2 separate regions of the Mus musculus genome follow, and region 1 is linked to region 2. Evidence: chromatin contacts called from public ChIA-PET data. All regions are on one chromosome and are shown on one strand. Each heading gives the region's core, a stretch centred on a gene start, on an enhancer-like site or on the middle of the called end of the contact. The rest is flanking DNA. Distances are from core to core; before and after follow the strand shown. Region 1 holds the start of Ccdc28a (coiled-coil domain containing 28A). Region 2 overlaps Ect2l (epithelial cell transforming sequence 2 oncogene-like).

What was found. ChIA-PET counts read pairs in DNA pulled down with a chosen protein or histone mark.
Region 1: a contact with region 2 is called in an RNA polymerase II ChIA-PET map of effector CD8 T cells, with 85 read pairs. The contact joins the promoter of Ccdc28a here to the enhancer-like site in region 2. A contact is called at or near these places in 1 of 39 promoter capture datasets (macrophages), 2 of 15 datasets of contacts at CTCF or cohesin (CD8 T cells and the NIH/3T3 cell line), 1 of 484 Hi-C or Micro-C datasets (CD4 T cells), 2 of 115 datasets of contacts at active chromatin or transcription factors (effector CD8 T cells and memory CD8 T cells) and 3 of 9 other capture datasets (adipose tissue, liver and pancreatic islet).

What each region holds. Positions count from the first base shown.
Region 1 is chr10:18,233,132-18,238,181 of GRCm38.p6, forward strand. It overlaps Ccdc28a (coiled-coil domain containing 28A), which reads right to left and starts at 1,850. Exons shown (of 6, transcript NM_144820.4): 1 at 1,721-1,850.
Region 2 is chr10:18,190,648-18,195,091 of GRCm38.p6, forward strand. All of the region lies in intron 3 of Ect2l (epithelial cell transforming sequence 2 oncogene-like), which reads right to left. Among named protein-coding and RNA genes, the nearest start is that of Ect2l, 18 kb to the right of the region's middle. Within about 2 kb of position 2,759, at least 44 of the 459 cell types and tissues checked have an H3K27ac peak or open chromatin away from gene starts, as enhancers often do. A contact at or near this core is called in CD8 T cells, effector CD8 T cells and memory CD8 T cells, where this site is marked.

The sequences.
Region 1 (5,050 bases), core at 600-3,099, 42 kb after region 2:
TGTCTCTCTTCTACAAGCCAGGCACTGTCGTCAGTCCTGGGAAAGCAGCAATGAATTAGCCAAAGCCCTTAACCTCAAGAGGCCACCATTATATAAGTGACCAGTATAAACAAATCGCCCATGTAACTCCTCAGCCTCACTGGGCCTTTATCTGGCCTTTAGATCTCCCTTCTAAACCATACTCAAATACATGTATAATCAGGGCACCAGCGGACTAAGCTGCACCTTGAAGGCTTACATAATATACATTTTATTTACATGCTATTAACCACCACTCCTAGATATCTCTCTCTCTCTCCCCCCAAGGTGTCACTATGTAGCTTTGGCTGACCTGAAATTTGCTCTGTAGACTCAGCTGGCCCGAACTCATTAAAGGCATAGCTCTATCCCTCCTGGGATTAAAGGCATCAAAAGTGTGCACAGCTTCACCTTTTCTTTTTGAAAAACAATTCTGCTCTATGTCCTTGGCTGGCTGAGAAATTACTACGTAAGCCACGCTGGTTTCCAACCTGTGATGATCCTTCTCCCTCGGCTCTTGAGTGAGTCCTGGAAGGATGGGCATGTGCCACAAGTCTAGCTCTTTCGATTTGAATTTTCTTAATTCTATTATTAATTTATCACAAAAAAGTGTCAGAAAATGCATACCTGTTCCCCCCTTCAAATCGTTAACTGCACTATGAATTTAAAAAGATTTACTTTATGTATGTGAGTATAGTGTTACTCTCTTTAAACACACCAGAAGAGGGCATCAGATCCCATTACAGATGATTGTGAGCCATCATGTGGTTTCTGGGAATTGAACTCAGGATCTCTGGTCGTTTAAAAAATACTGTGGGGCTTAAGAGATGGCTCTGCAGTTAAGAGCACTGACTACTCTTTTCGGAGGTCTCTTTTGATTTCCAGGCCCAACAATGCTGCTTATGACAGTAACTTCTGTCCCAAGGTATCCAGTGCCCTCTTCTGGCCTCCAGGGGCACAGTGTGCACCTGTACACAGTCATCTAATAAAATTTAAAATCTAAAAGTGTTGAATTTAGTCCTGCCATGACTATTTTAAAAGACTGAAACTGACTTCTGTCACTCCTAAAAGAATTAGTCGGGAATTATACAGGTAATTTATTTTTGTTTTGCTAGCTGATGTGGGTTTTTCTTGGAAAAGGGTACAGCATTCAGTCTCTTGTCTCAGATACCAAGAGCGAATCCACTTGAGTCATTCGGGAATTGTTTAGCTGTAATACAGATTAAATAAAACTTTGAAGATGACGGAGCAGGTTTCCAAGAGATGAGGATCTGTATAATTGGTGATACATATAAACACGCTAACCTTCAAATCTATGGATGCTAATACACATTTGGTAACAAAAGAGGAGGAAAAAGCAAAAACCAGTTAATACATAAAGCATCGCCAATAAACCAATGGTCCCCGAGGGACCAAGCTTGCGATGTCCTCTTTTCTGAAAGATAACATCTGTCACAAGACCCTGAAATCCTTCTTGTATGACAAACACGAGGGACCTTTCCAGAGGGGACGAACTGCTCACGGTTGAATGTCAGGCCTCGCTGCCAACCAGAATCACCAGAGGTGCCTCTGGACTTTGCCTCATTCATTTCCCTTCCGCAACCCAGCCCTGCGATGACCCATCTACACTCAGCGGTGACCAGAGCAGGTGCTGAGGGGCTCGAATGAACAGGTTGCGGGGTCCCCTTACCCCATTACATACCGGAGGGAGAAAAGGCTGTGGTTACCCTTCCTCGGCTAGGAAAAGTAAGAGAGCGTTCAAAGCCTCCGCCAGGGCTGCATCAAGAGCCCAGCTCGTCTGCCTGGGTCACAAACCCAGGCAAGCGCCCTTTGTTTACGGAAGTGACGTAATCTGGGCGGGGCCCTCCGAGAGGCGAAAAGCCCCGCCTCTCCCAGGTCCCTTAGCGATGCTCGCGTCTCTGCTTTGGGCTCCGTCTTCCCATAGCCGCCTTCAGGTATGGCTCCAGCGGCTGCGGGAAAGAGGAGTTGTTGTTGGCCACTCCACTTCTGCCTGTCTCATGGCCTCATGGAAACTGGCTGTATATTGTCCTCACCGGAAGCGGCCAGCCACCTCGGTGAAGGACCGCCCCATGCACTGCAATTCCCAGCATGCCTTTCGAACAAATCGAAGGCGGAGCCTATTGTCCCCTTGCGGCGGATCCACACCTCGGATTGGCTGCTTTTAGTTTGGCTTGAGAAGCGGTATTGGGTTCAGCATCCCTGATGCTGTGCCGCCAAGTGTGATTCTGTAAATAGCCAGTATCCAAGCATTGCAGTTGGGTGTGGTGGGGGTGGGGTGAGTGCGTTTAGGTTTTCTGTGTACCTGTCTGTCTGTCTATCAGTCTTTCTTCGTTTTCTTTGCCTTTTTTTGACCAAGTCTCGTATAGCCGACACTGCTCAGGAACCGGTTATGTTGTTGAGATCTTCCTGCCTGCGCTTCTCATACGGGTATGTGTCACTCGTCCCACTTTACCTCACTACAGTCCTTTAAGGTAATGTCAAAATCCCCGTTTTAGAAGTGATTCTGAGGTCGGGCGTGGTGGCGCACGCCTTTAATCCCAGCACTTGGGAGGCAGAGGCAGGCGGGTTTCTGAGTTCGAGGCCAGCCTGGTCTACAAAGTGAGTTCCAGGACAGCCAGGGCTATAAAGAGAAACCCTGTCTCGAAAAAACCGAAAAGAAAAAAAAAAAAAAAGAAAGAAAGAAAACAAATGAAATGATTCTGAGATTCAGAAAGGCTAATCAGACTTGCTGCCTGACTCCCCACTTCATCCCCGGGATTAGGAATTGAGGGCTAAGAGAGAAGGCTCAACCCTAAACTAAAGAAAACTTACCTTTCCCTCCTTGATGTGGATGCCTTCTCAGAGGGAAGATGGGACTTTTTAGATTCCGACTTTCTTAGATTGAGGTGACCCTGTCCTTCAATCTCCCCATTACCTAGGGAGGAAATTGTGTCTAGAGATTATATTGAGACAGAGCAAAAATGGAGTTACTAAGTACTTAAACTCATACTATGAGATGTTCTTCCATTAGGAAAAACAAAACCAAAAACTTGGAATTCTTAAAAAAAACAAACCAAAAAACAAAACAAAATAACAAAAACAAAAAACCCCCACAGATACAGCATTCATGGTTCCAGTTTCCAAAGTGAACACGTGTTAGGTTTCATAATTTGGTATTTTTAGGGTAAAGAACTTGAACTTAAGAAAAGGCGGAATTCTCCTGTTTGGCATCTCTGAATGGTTGTATTTTGTGAATTGATCTACAACTTGGTTTTTAAGGAATGTCATGGCCTAGGTTCTACTTTTATAAAATTATGCCATGAAAGAATGAAAGAGGGAAAGCAGTTTGGGAGCAGGCCACAGTGTGGTGCTATATTGACTTGCTTCGGAGCTGAGACCTACATGGGAAAGTTATCCCAAAAGCGATGCTATTGTTTGGCTATCTTTGTAAAACTTGGTGCCTTCTCTGCTCTGAGATGAGCTCTAAAACACTACTGAGAGATTGGAGAAGAGCTCTCCAGGGCTGAGGACCCCCAGAGACTTCTTGAAGGGACAAGTGGGCTTTTGGAGAGCTGCTGGGAACTGAAAGTACCAGGAGGATCCGCTAGGTGAAACAGCCGTGAGTGAGTAGCCATTTCTCAAGAATGTATGTATTGTGTCATAGAAGAAACAGTAGGGCCTGGGGTGGGACTTTGGGGGAGCACTGGCCCAGCATGCTTGAGGCCCTGGGTATGAGTTTTGTCACCAAAAGAGGCAAAACAGTGAATCCAGAGGAACTATTTCATTTTTACTCTAAGATGTAACAGGTTTTTAGCAGGAGGCCAAAAAGTCTTTAAAATGAGACTGTTCATTTTAAAGACTTAGACATCTAGCATTGTTACGCCTATAGTCTTTTATTAAACATACTACTTTAGGCTGTAATTTCCTTAAGAGCAAATATGTGTTGATTTCCATACCTTTAGCAGTTGAGAGTGACATAAAAAGGGTACTCATTAAATTAATGAATGAAGAAATCTTAAACTCAAGCCGGGCGTGGTGATGCACGCCTTTATTCCTAGCACTCAAGAGGCAGAGGCAGGCGGATTTCTGAGTTCGAGGCCAGCCTGGTCTCTTTTTGGCAGGATTTTCTATAGACCAGGTTGGCTCAAATGTGGAACTCTCCTGCTTTGGCCTCCCCAAATGACGAAATGGCAGTTGTGCAATAAATATCTCAGCTGTGCAGTGTCACAGCTGCCTAGGCTGCCCTTGAAGCCACAGCATCTGAAAGAGTTGGCCAAGTTACAAAGCTGACCAGATGACATCACCGTTGTCCAGGCAGATCTCTTTCCTCAGCAGAATATTTGGGGCTTTGCTAGTCCTGCCTTCCTCTAAGAGCTCTGACGAGGCGTCTGATTACCCAACCTTTGGATGTTCTGATGACTTCTTGCTAAACAAACTAAAACCTTATTTTCTGGGGGTTCTACAATGCTAATGTTTTAATTTATTTTTGTATTTCAAGTCTACACTTCCCTTTTAAAGCTAAAGTAGTTAGCAAGTTTAGGAGGTAGGTGACTGTACTCAATATTTTTGTATGCCAACTTGATACAAGCTAGAGTTATTGCAGAGAAAGGAGCCTCCCTTAAGGAAATGCCTCTATGAGATCCAGCTGTAAGGCATTTTCTCAATTAGTGATCAAGTGGGCAGGGCCTAGCCCATTGTGGGTGTTGCCATCCCTGGGCTGGGAGTCAGTCCTGAGTTCTATCAGAAAACAAGCTGAGTAAGCTGGGGAGGCAAGCCAGTAAGTAACATCTCTCCATGGCCTGTGCATCAGCTCCTGCCTCCAAGACCCTGCCCTGTGTGAGTTCCAGTCTTGACTTCCATGGTGATGAAGAGGAACATGGAAGTGTAAGCTGAATAAACCCTTTCCTCCCCAACTTGCTTCTTGGTCATGATGTTGTGTGCAGGAATACAAACCCTGACACAGTGACAGGAAGGTCTGAGTTGTTTTGATCCTTGGAGAATCTTTCCCAATCTCCTGAAGCCAGAGCAGCTT
Region 2 (4,444 bases), core at 1,509-4,008:
GGAGAGGGAGAAAATATAGAGAAAAGGGCAGAGAAGGAAGCAGTGGGACTGGAGGAAGCTGTGACTGGATGAAGTTCTCAGAGAATGTGTGTTGTTGACACGTGTATGGCTGTGTTGAGGACCCCATTGCCTCAGGCCCGTGGGAAGATGGCAAAGCCACCCCTACCCCTACCTGGAGTGAGGCTCAAAGGGATGGCAAAGCCTTCCTCTGGTCTATGTGCGATGCTGATAATGTGTGCAGAAAATATCTACCACAGTTCCCTGCAGATGCCAGAATGCTGTGAGCCTACAGACACAGCCACTACTGAGATTAGCTAAACCTGCCTGCTGTTTTGAGATGTATGTAACCAGCTTGCTTCTGTGTTTAGCTGTATGCATTAACTCTCTGATCTGCTCAGCTATGTGTAATGAACACTCTGAGGTGCTTTGGTTTCTCCACCAGAGAACTGAGTCCACTAGATCCCAGCATGTTTGTGCACCTGTCTTTTCTTCATTCCCTCATTGCCCCAGTCAGGCTCATCCCTGAAGTCCAGCCGGACTTTCCAGATCTACTAAGTACAAGATCGAGGCTAAGTTAATGTATGTGGCTCAATCTCCTGGCCATTGCAGTCAGCCAGAAGCTGCCCTGAGCTAGGGGCATGGCTCAGTTGGCAGAATGCTTGCCTGGCAAGCCCTTGGTTTGATCCCAGAACCACACACTTGAGCACTGTGTCACATGGCTTTAGCTTTAGCACTCGGGAAGTGGGAGCAAGAGAATCAGGAGTTCAAGTCATCTTGATACTAGCCTTCGAAGGGCTCTGGGGCTGGGGAGGTGCTGGTCTGGACCTATAAGCTAGTCCAGTAAAAACAAAACCTCAGATAATTCAATTTCTTCCCCTGCAGACACACTGAGGGTATGTAAGGAGCCAAGATTGCCGAAGGCAATACTAAAGGCAGAGAAAGAGAGAAACCAAACTCCAGCTTTACTACTGGAACCAGGCTTCAACTGCAACCAGATCTATCCCTGGAATTTTCAGTGATGCGGGAATAAAGTCTCCTTAATTATTCCAATCAAGTTTAGGGCCATCTACATAATGAAGTATATTCTAAAAACCAACAAGTAACCTCAACACTGTGGGATGCAAAAGGCACTTACAAAGCCAGGGCAGCAGTGTAGCCAGCGTTCACGCCTCCAGGAAGGAAGAGATCAGCAGGCAGAAGGGGCCTTGGGGCCCCGCAGAGCCTTCTACTGTGTGTTGTCCTTGGCTGTGCACCAGATCACCTGGGGAACTTGGTGACAACCGTTTCCTCAACGCTATTCCAGGCTGCTTGAGCCAAAGTGGCTATCAAGGCTCACGATCTGTGCTTTACAAACTTCAGTCTGATGGGACACACTTGTTCAGTGTTTGCGGACCTGACTCCCATGGACGAAGCAGCAGCCATTAGGGCAGATTCTGCTGCTGCTGCTGTCAAGTTAGAAGCACAGAATAAGCACGTGGTCGTTTTAGGAAAGCTCGTAGCTCTGATGAACTCCTTGGACAACGTGTGTGGGTCTGATGGGCTCTTTCACATCTGTGTGACTGCTAAATGCTTTTTGCCTCATTCTGGAGAGCTCAGATGACCCAAGACAACTTAGACTCCCTAATCAGGGCAGCTTCAAAACTTAGGACTCGATGATGTCATCACGGGGCCAGGATTCCTACATTTCAACTTTGTCATCCTCAACCTGTGCTCCTCCGTCTTGTCCCCTGAAATGTTTTCCCCAAGGACTAATTTGAGCAATAAATCTTCACACAACAGAGACCATGGGGTGGGAGAGGGCCCATGCACATCCTTACGCTCCTGCTAAAGTATAAGATGGGGGGGGGGAAGCACCCCGAGAAACTCTGCAGACATTGCTAACATCTCTTGGGCAGAATTACTGTCAAAAGGGCCTCTCTTCCACCAAACACTCTCAGGAATGAATTCAATCCAATCCTGAGATGCCTTCAACCTTCAGGCCCCTGGGTGTGCAGTAATCAGCAATACTCGGGCATTTAATACCAGAGTGGGATTGTGGGCAGAGAAAAGAGAAACAACAGAATGGCTCTGGTGGGAAGGTAATGAAGTATGTAAAGCCTCGGTGGAAATGGAGAAGAGACAAGGGACGATTTCCGTAGCAGAATTTTCCCTGTCCTATCACTGTATATATTAGTACAACAAGAAGCCTGTGATTGGACATGGAAAAGAGACATAAGAGTTGCAGAGACAGAGAAGGAGGAGACAGGTAGAGGAAGGAAGGAAGATGGAGCAGGAGGAAGACGATCCAGATTCTGTGTGGCTTTAAGTAGCCACAGGTAGCTGTGACTATAAGAGGAGGATAGAATAACTGGGGTAATTTGTCTAATCTAGGTGGACCGCTTGTATCATTAATTGTCTCTGAAATTACTGTGTGGGCATCTTGTGAATTGAGAATGTATTGATATATAAATCTGACTGATTCATTATAAGATTCTAGAGTTTTGATTTACTGGGTTACTGGAATTTGGGACCATCAGCCACAGGGGTTTATGGCTGAGAAGGTACAGGAGGCTAGGAGGCTGGCAAACTGAAGAAGGGAAGACTGCCTAGCTAGAGGCGGCTCGAGACCACAGGGCGGAGAGTAGCTGGGTGTAGCTCGGGAACTTGCCATTCTTTTAAATATTTCCCACAACAGTTTCCTGCCTTCCACATCAATCACACTCTCCTGTACACTGGAGATGTACTGCGGCTAGCTCTCGACATAAGAGCAGTTTAGACAAACAAGGTACCGTAGGTGATAACATCACGTGTGTGGTGGTTCTACGTGATTCAGGGAGACTTTAAACACAATAGAACTGAGCCACTGAGAATGTAGGGACTGAGAACTTCCATGCAAGACTTGCTTAACACGTCCACTGGTCTCCACCTCTCCCCCTACACGACAGCTTCAGGAGTCTGGTTTCCCCTTTGCTTTTAAACTTAACCATTTCTTGTTTGGGAGGAGCCTAGAGAGATGGCTCAGTGGTTAAGGGCTCTGAGTGCTTTTACAAAGGGACAGGCTCTGTTCCCAGCACCTACGTGGTGACTCACAAATGCCTGTAACTCCAGTCCCAGAAGATTCAATACCCTCTTGGGACCTCTGAAGGCAATACACATTTGTAGTACACAAACATATATGCAGGTAAACATACCCATATATATATAAAATAAATATAGATAAATAAACTTGCAGGTTTTTTAATAGCTTCATCAATCCCTACAAAACGTCTCAGCCGTGAATGAGGATATTTTATGATTGCTCTAATGGTGTAGAGCGTTGGCGGATGCTCAGAACATGGTCCTTAGTGGGAAGGAAGAGACAAAATGACCCAAACTTCCAGACTCTCTGCCTGTCCAGATACAATAGTTGGCAGTACAGAGGTACGCCTTGTCTCTGAACACTGCCTGCTCCTTTTCTGACAAAGTTCTACCTTCTCAGCTCCCGAGCCTTCTCCTTTGTCCATCTGGGTGGGCTCCTTGGTAGAATCTAGTCTTAGCAAAGAACATTGCTAAGTCATTTCAGAACAAATCCCAACGCTTGATACTTGATCACCCTGGAAATCTGATCGGGTTCCTGATCCTTCGGTGTTTGGAGGAAGAGGGGAGGGAAGGTGTCTGATCTTCTGCCTGTCTCCAGCAGGAGCCTGCTAGCTTCGTTTAGACAGAATCCCCTCGCCTCATGGTGATTTCCAGCCACTCTGCTCTGTCCTTGGCTAGAATTTTTACCTTGCCCATGTCTTCAGTTCAAGTCGCATCCTTCCCTGGTGACAAAGCCCACAGCAGTGATGGCGCTAGCAAGGTCCTGAAGAGTCTGTTCTCGTTCTGCTTTGGTGTTATACCATCCCTGGGCGATGCTTGTTCTTAAAACAACGTCCCATTGCCACGTGCAAATGCTCTCCTTTAAAATGAGTTTCCAAACTCAAGGAGATGCTGCTGCGCTGGGCTCTAATTGAAGCTGGAAGTATGTTGTCTCTGAAAAACTTCACAGCCAGGTTTCTTGACAGACTACACCAAGTGAGATTTCCTCACCCAACGGCTTGCAGGGGCCACACGGAAAGAGTAAGTGAGTGGATTAGAGAGGACATGGGTGTTCTTAGTATACAGGGATGCGTGCGTTGTCCTGCCCCTGCCCACCCCCACGTCCATTCTGCTCTGGTGAAGACGGGTGACCAGACGTAAGATCTCTTGGGTTACTCGTGACCTTCCTTCTTTCTTCTGTCCCTCCCCTCCCCCACCGCCCGAAAACGCAGTTGCATGAATGTTGCCACACCCACCCAAGAAGGCTACAAGTTTAAACTTCTCCAATTCTGGAATGAAAGGCCTTTGTAAGAAGGCAACGCAGCAGCAGACGCAGCTGTGCAGAAGCAATTTAAAACCGGTCTCACCAGTGCAGCAAGGAGAGCAATTCACAGCCCTCGAAGGTGTC